Regions from separate parts of the Capra hircus genome. Here region 1 is linked to region 2. A link is a contact called in public Hi-C data. All regions are on one chromosome and are shown on one strand. The core of a region is the stretch at or near the end of the contact, and the rest is flanking DNA. Distances in the headings are between cores, read along the strand shown. Region 1 overlaps MGME1 (mitochondrial genome maintenance exonuclease 1). Region 2 holds the start of LOC108637351 (basic salivary proline-rich protein 2-like).

The links. Hi-C and Micro-C count contacts between places; a contact is called where the count stands out from the background.
Region 1: a Hi-C map of blood shows a contact between it and region 2, with 3 times the contacts expected there. The contact joins the enhancer-like site here to the promoter of LOC108637351 in region 2. A contact is called at or near these places in 2 of 5 Hi-C or Micro-C datasets (both in blood).

The regions. Positions count from the first base shown.
Region 1 is chr13:37,696,262-37,700,165 of ARS1.2, reverse strand. MGME1 (mitochondrial genome maintenance exonuclease 1) reads right to left here. Exons shown (of 5, transcript XM_005688066.2): 5 at 3,695-3,904. Among named protein-coding and RNA genes, the nearest start is that of SNX5, 12 kb to the right of the region's middle. Within about 2 kb of position 1,790, at least 1 of the 5 cell types and tissues checked has an H3K27ac peak or open chromatin away from gene starts, as enhancers often do.
Region 2 is chr13:37,478,027-37,481,918 of ARS1.2, reverse strand. LOC108637351 (basic salivary proline-rich protein 2-like) reads right to left here and starts at 2,080. Exons shown (of 3, transcript XM_018056854.1): 1 at 1,614-2,080; 2 at 862-1,529; 3 at 585-799. The coding sequence starts at 2,080. The coding sequence ends at 585. RRBP1 (ribosome-binding protein 1) reads left to right here and starts at 775. Exons shown (of 23, transcript XM_018057226.1): 1 at 775-1,043.

The sequences.
Region 1 (3,904 bases), core at 541-3,040, 220 kb before region 2:
GTTGAGACAGAGGTAGAAACCAACACAGAAAGCACAACTGCCTGTTATGCATGGAGACCAGCACAGGTGTAAGTTTTAAGACTGCAAAAGGACATGCTAGAAAGAGAACGCACCAAATTTATAACGGTGTTTGTTTATGATGGAGGCTTCCCTGGTGGTTCAGACGGTTCAAGAATCTACCTGCAATGCCAGAGACCCAAGTTCTATCCCTGGGTCAGGAAGATCCCCTGTAGAAGGGAATGGCTACCCATTCCACTATTCTTGCCTGGAGAGTCCCTTGGACAGAGGAGCCTGGCAGGCTACAGTCCATGGGGTTGCAAAGAGTCGGACACGACTAAAGTGACTTAACAGGCATACACACATCGCAAGGGAGAGGGAAACAGGATTAAGGAGAAGGGCTTTTATGTGTAATGCCTATTATTTTTTTCTCTCCGTCTCCCCATCTCCCTCCCTAAACCTCTTGAGCAAAAAGGAAAAATCTCAAATCCCACTCTAACTCCAAATAGTGTTTTATGATTGATCTTCACAAATGCATTTCTTAAACCTGACAGCTATGATTGTCAAGACACCAGGGAAGCCTTTGCTCACATAAGGTGGTCTCCCTAGAAATTCTCTTTAGTGTAAATAGCTTTCAAGCTGAGTGGTTAGATGCCAGCCAGGACATCTTGTTAACCTGGAAGGAAAGGAAGGAGGTGGTGGGAACCCAGGAGAGTCACTTCTGTCTTTTACTTAGTAACTGATTGGTTTGATTTAAGGCAGTGTTTCTCCTTAGGCAACAACTCCAAACGACTACGGTATTTCTTAAAACATAAAAGGTCCAACCTACCTTGCTTTGGTTTTTGTGTGTAGGAGGACGGTGGGGTAGGTTATAATCAAATGTATCATTGCTTAGGTGGAAAGATCAGTGATTAAAACAAATTATCCCCTCCAACTCCTTCTAAAGCCTGTAGGCAAATTAAATAAGAATGACTTTATGTGCTCTCAGTCGTGTCCGACTCTTTGTGACCCCATGGAGTGTAGCCTGCCAGGCTCCTCTGTCCATGGGATCCTCCATGCAAACGGGCTACCTAGAAACACAATGACTTAGGACTAACCTGCTTCCTGTATTCACTAGGGTGAATGCTTACGAAAATCGTTATGTTGGATTTTGTTGACAAGCTTTCCTAGAACTGGAAGAGGTTTATAGAGGTTAATGGTCCCAGATTAAGGGGGGCTAATGGCTCTGAGCGAGAAGCCAAGTCTGAGGGGGCTAAAAAATTGAAATTTGGCTTTCAGTGCCACCATGGAGCTTTTGCTAGCTGCTAAATGCATTAATAATAATAAGGCATAGGGAGTTTCCCAGTGGTACAGTGGTTAGGATTCTGCACTTTCAGTGCCAGGGCTTGGGTTCAATCCCTGGTCAGGGAACTAAGATTCCACAAGCCACAGGCCAAAAAAAAAAAAAAAAAAGTGTAGGATTGCAGATGAAAAAGGGGAATAGTTTTTGAGCAGATAGCTTTGCATCTATTGGATGCTCTCAAAGCTCAGGGCAGTTTGGCTGTTCTGCACTTTTGTGAGAGCTATCTGCACCTCCTTTTCAAAATGTTTGAATTATCCTCAATTAGACTCTCTCCTTGCTGCAAGTCCTGTTTCACTTCACTGGAGTTTAATATGCCACGTCACACTTGGGAGCAGGAGGAATCCAGACACCGGTGACAGCCACAGCGACTCTTGAAAAGCTGTGGCTCCTTAGATGTGCTCTTCTGAGCCTCGGCAGTGAAACTGCATTTCGCTTGACGCCCCCGCACCCCCAGGGCTGAGCATCCATCACTGGGGAGGCTGAGGGGTGGGGGCTGCAGGGAGGCTGTAATTGTCCTTGCCCCCAGCAGGGCTTCCTGGGCAGATTGAGGGTCCTTCATGGCACAATTGGTGCCACCTTAGCTTGGGAGCAAATTGCCAACATCCGCTGGATTATAGAAAAAGCAAGAGACCGCCAGAAAAACATCTACTTCTGCTTCGTTGACTATGCTAAAGCCTTTGACTGTATGGATCTCAACAAACTGTGGAAAATTCTTCAAGAGATGGGGCTACCAGACTACCTTACCTGCCTCCTGAGAAATCTGTATGCAGGTCAAGAAGCAATAGGTAGAACCGGACATGGAACAACGAACTGGTTCCAAATTGAGAAAGGAATACGTCAAGGCTGTATGTTGTCACCCTGCTTATTTAACTTATATGCAGAGTATATCATGCAAAACGCTGGACTGGATGAAGCACAAGCTGGAATCAAGATTGCAGGGGGAATATCAGTAATCTCAGATACGCAGATGATACCACTCTTATGGCAGAAAGCAAACAGGAACTAAAGAGCCTCCTGATGAAAGTGAAAGAGTGAAAAAGCTGGCTTAAAACTCAACATTCAAAACACTAAGACCATGGCATCTGGTCCCATCACTTCATGGCAAACAGATGGGGAAACAATGGAAACAGTGACAGACTTTTATTTTCTTGGGCTCCAAAATCACTCAAACAGTGACTGCAGCAATGAAATTAAGACACTTGCTCCCTGGAAGAAAAGCTATGGTCAACCTAGACAGCGTATTAAAAAGCAGAGACATTACTTTACCAACAAAGTTCCATATAGTCAAATCTATGGTTTTTCCAGTAGTCATGTATGGATGTGAGAGTTGGACCATAAAGAAAGCTGAGCACTGAAGAACAGATGCTTTTGAACCGTGGTGTTGGAGAAGACTCTTGAGAGTCCCTTGGACTGCAAGGAGATCAAACCAGTCCATCCTAAAGGAGATCAGTCCTGGGTGTTCATTGGAAGGACTGATGCTGAAACTGAAACTCTAATACTGTGGCCACCTGAGGTGAAGAGCTGATTTAGTGGAAAAGACCCTGATGCTGGGAAAGATTGAAGGCGGGAGAAGGGGACAAGAGAGGATGAGATGGTTGAATGGCATCACCAACCCAATGGACATGAGTTTGAGTAAATTCCGGGAGTTGGTGATGGACAGGGAGGCCTGGCGTGCTATAGTCCATGGGGTCACAAAGACTCAGACATGGGTGAATGACTGAACCGAACTAGCTTGGGACTGAACTGAACTAGCGCAGGGTGCAGAATGACAGGTCCAGGGTATGACTATCTTCACCAGAGAGAACTTGCTGGGTCTGGGCTTCTGAACTCCAGGGTGGTGCTTGGTGGGGCTGGGGCCACACCAGCTGGGACACTCTGAATAGTCTCACGTGATTCCTGACTTTGGAAATTACAGGAATATAGGCTGCTTGAGAGGCTTCCTTTGTGGTTCAGCTGGTAAAGAATCTGTCTGCAATGTGGGAGACCTGGGTTTGATCCCTGCATGGGGAAGATCCCCTGGTGAAGGGAAAGGCTACCCACTCCAGTATTCTGGCCTGGAGAATTCCATGGATTCTATAGTCCATGGGGTCGCAGAGCTGGACACGACTGAGCGATTTTTACTCATTCACTCACTAGGCTGCTTGAAAAGCATGAGAGGTGTGGGGAGTCATCACAAAGTCTCCCTCAATCCTCTGCCCCACTCAAAGCTCATGTTCCCTGTGAGATGACCGTGTGCATATACATATAACACACCCCAAAGCTACTGGGTCAAGATTAAGATGGGTTAAGATTCTGAATTTACAAACAAAATCTAAACAATTCCAGGTTTGTGAAATCACCCTGTAAAGGCACATATTTAAATAAAAAGCAAAACCAAAAGCCTTTACTTCATCTTTTATTTCTTATAATTAATGGCTAATGAAAGCAAAAAGTGATTGTAGCACCTACTATTTTAAGATAGCAACTGTAACTTAAGTGCTAACCTACTCCATGAAACAGGGAGCCATCCCTCAGGGCGGTAGTGGGCGTTTATTTAGGTTTCCCAAACCCAGTGACTACTAATCA
Region 2 (3,892 bases), core at 831-3,330:
GGATCTCCTTGCAGTCATAAACAGAACTGCAATTGCGGCCTTGCTGCCAGCTGAGGTCTGGACTGTGCCTCGATGTAACCACTCTGAAAATGGGTGCAACTGAGGCCCGCCCTCCATTTCTCTGCGCATGGTCTGGACTTTCCGCCCTCGATCCTCCATTTACTCGAGAAAATTCTTTCTGGGGCCAATTGCAATGAACATAGGGACGAGCCCTCTCGGGACTGACCGCCGGCAGGACTTGTCCTCTCATCCAGCGCCCGGAGGGGGCGCTGCTGCGGGGGTAAGTTAGCTGGTTTTTAGACGAAGCATTTCTCCTGACGGTTCCCGTGTTGCGCAACCATCTGCTCAGGGTGACACCCACCGCCACATCAGCCCGGAGCGGGCCAGGGGCGCGGGCGGAGCGCCGCCTGGATTCGAACCTCCATGGCCCCGCCGGCCCAGAGCCTGGCCCGGGTCGGCGCCCGGTGGGCGGGGCCGGCCGGGGCCCCCTCCCTTGCGCGTGGCCGAGCGTCCCGGCCCCGCCTCGCCCCGGCCCCGCGCAGGGCCAAGCGCCGCACCACGCGGCCCCGCCCCCGCCCCGCCCCCTACCCCGGCCCCGCCCCCGCGGCGCCCCGCAGCTCCTCCCCTCTCCCATTGGCCGAGGCGGAGGCCCGCCTCCTAGCCCAATGGGCGCCGCCGCGGTTCGGCCGCCGGCGCTCTGACTGGCCAGCGGCCGACGGAGTGGCGGGGTGCGAGCCAATGGGGAAAGGCGGCTCGATGAATGGCTGGCCCGGGTGGGGAAGGCAGGAGGCGGCGATCCCTGCGGAGGGGGCCGTTCGCCAGCTCCGAGGCAGAAAGTGCCACGACTCCACACGCGCGCACGCAGCCAGCGAGCGGCCGGAGCGGACGGCGGACGGGGCGGGCAGCGTCGGGATCGAGGCGCCTGCAGCTGCTTAGGGGGCGGCTTCTCGGCAGAGGCTTGGCCGGCTCCTCTCTCTCCCGCTTCCGCGGCGGCGGCGGCGGCTCCTGCCCTCTCGCTCTCCCTCCCGCGTCTCCGGCTGCAGGTAAGAAACTTGGCCGGGCCCTGCAGCAGCGGCGGCGGCGCGCGGGCTGGGCCGTCGGGGCGCCGGGGCCGGGCTGGGCCGGGCCGCGCCGGGAGTGACACGTCTCCTTGGCGGCCCCTCCCCCGGCGGCGGTGCCGCCCGCCGTCGCCGCGGTCGCGGACCTGGGCGAGGGGGGGGTCCCGGTGGGCCCCGGGGTTGGGGGTGGCGTTGTGCCGGGCCCGAACCCCATGCGGGGGGGCGTCGGCCGAGCGCGCCCGCTGTGTGAACCCCACGTCCTCGCCGTCGGCGGGACCGGCCGCGGCCCCGCGGCGCGACGTGGCCGCCGCTCCCTCCTTCCCTTCGTCTCTGCCTGGCCGTCGGGCCGGCCCGCGAGCTCCGAAGTTGGGCGAAGAAAGTTGGCGGCGGGGCGGGGCGGCGCGCAGCTGGCAGAGGAAGGGGTTAAGCTTCGGGAAGCGGCCGGATGACGTTGCCGGGCTGGAGTCCGGGCTGGGGGTGGGGGGGCGGAAGGCGGCGGAGGCCGGCGGGGAGAGGGGGCGGGATTGAATGGGGGCCGGGGCTGAGCGCGCTCACTTCGGGCCGCGGCCCCGGCTCCGCTGGGCCGATCGGCGCCGACGGGGCGGGGCGGGTGCGGGGCCGCGGAGGTGGGGGTGGCCCGCCGTGCGGGGACCTGGACCGTCCAGGGCCAGACGCCCGGTGGGCCGCGGTGGCAACTTCCCGGAGGGGTGGCAGGCGACTCCCTGCTCCCCCTGGCGGCGGGGCCGGGGAGCGCCGTTTTCCCGGCTGGCCGCGCGGACCCGGCGCGAGGGCGCCCGGCCGGGGACGATGAATGGGCCGGCAGTGCCAGGCCCAGAGGAAGCGGCATCCCTGGCGCGGCCGCCCGGCGCTGGCACCCGGTCTGGCTCCTGCCCGGGGCACCCAGCCTCGCTCTGGGCTGGGGAGGGCGGGCTGCGGTCCGCGCTTTCCAGTGCAGCATCTGGGAAGCCTCGGGGAGCCCTCCCCCGATGGCAGATAAAAATCGGTAGCTTGGGTGGTATCATGGTCAAGGGGTTGGCTTCCGCAAGCCCGCGTTGTGGAGAGTCGGCCAGGCTGTTTAAACTTCGGGGTGCGGGTCCACGTCGGAAAGAGGGGCTGCTGAAGAGAGAAGCCTTGGAGACCCAGCACGCGTGGGAGTGGGCCACAGGTGTGAGAGGTTACTGTTGCATGAGTTTCTAGAGTGTTCAGAGGCCGGGAGGGAGGTGGGGTCTGGTTTTGCCTCCAACCAGCCCGCTGCAGACGCAGCCTTGCCACGTCCCAGAATCTGGGTCCCACCCCGTGCCACGCCACAGACCCTTTGCTCAGGGTTCTCAACCTCTCTGAACTCGGATTTCCTTATCTGTGGCCTGGAGATAGAACCACCCACTCACAATGGGGTCAGACAGGCTCCTGGTAGGTGCTGCGACATACGGGGACCTTGTGCAAACGAAGGCAGTTTGGCAATAACTCCTGGAGGTCGGAGGTCATCAGCCTAGGAAGCACCAAGGAAATGAAACTTTGCAGGCTCTTGGGAACCTCCCAGGTTTTGCCTGGTGTGCTGAAACTGTCTGGGCATTTTCTGGAGTTGGGGACAGCCAGAGAGCTTAACAGAGCTTTTTGACTGGTGAATGTCCCCAGAGACTCAGGTCTTTGGTCCAGCCTTTCCAGAAGGGCAGCTGTGTGCTTTACTCACGACCTACGTGGCTAGGGAGCACCTTGCGTCCCCTGATGCTGTCCTTTGTGCTGGGTCGTCCTGACTTCCATTTAAGCCGACACCGGGAAGTCCTGGTGACGTCTCCACTCCTTTGTGAACTCTCCAGAGGTCAGCCCTGCCACAGACAGCCAGTTCGTGTTCCTTCCAGGAAGAAGCTTCCAGTTCTGAGGTCCTAAACATGCCACATCCCTCTCTGTTTAAGTGAAGGAGGAAAGCTGGAGGCAGATGGTGGAGCCATGCAGGGTTTCTGGGCCAGTTGAGATTGGGTTGGGGGGAGGACCAGAGAGGGGGATGAGAAGGGTGTTTCTGGGACTAGAAACTGTGTCCTGTGTGCAGAGCCGGAGGTACCGTGCTGTGACAGAACTCTTTCCTTTCAGAGTTAGGAGTGTGCCTTTGAACATCTCTACAGAGAGTAAGGGATTAGATTGGTATCTTGGTGCATGAATATTTTTGGTGATGGGAGAGTTTTAAATAAATCCTGAATCATTGAGTCACATTTGAGCAATTATGCTCTTTGCTAAAGGGGGCCCTAGGTCAATAGGCTATAGTGATGATACAGCACCAAATTCCATGTAAGTGGTTGAATGCAAACAATTTGATGATTGGAATACTGGTTTATTTAGTAGCTGGGAGGACACAGCAACCCAGTCCAGTATCCTTGCCTGGAAAATCCCATGGACAGAGGAGCCTGCTGGTCTATACAGTCCGTGGGGTCACAAAGAGTAGGACACAACTGAGCAACTAACACTTTGAACATAACAGAATAAATGTGGATGAAATGAGGCAGACCAGCAACCTGGTACATTTTTTCCAGCTGTCTCACTGGACAACTGAAGCTCAACCCAACTTGATTTTTAAGGTTTACCGTTTAGAAATGGATTCACAACTTTGATCTCCATCTCGGGCGTCCATCCAGTGGGTGAGAATGTGGAGGCCCAGCAGGTCAGGCAGTCATTAGGCTAGTTCCTGCTGCCCAGCTGCTGGGTGATGTGGGCACAGCCTTCTGAATGTTCACCAATAGGCCTTGTAATTCCACACTCCAAGGGAGCACCTCGATCTGGACATGAAGAGTTTCAGTGGAAGGAAGGTGGGGAGTCAGTGTGAAGCATGGCAGTGAGTGTGA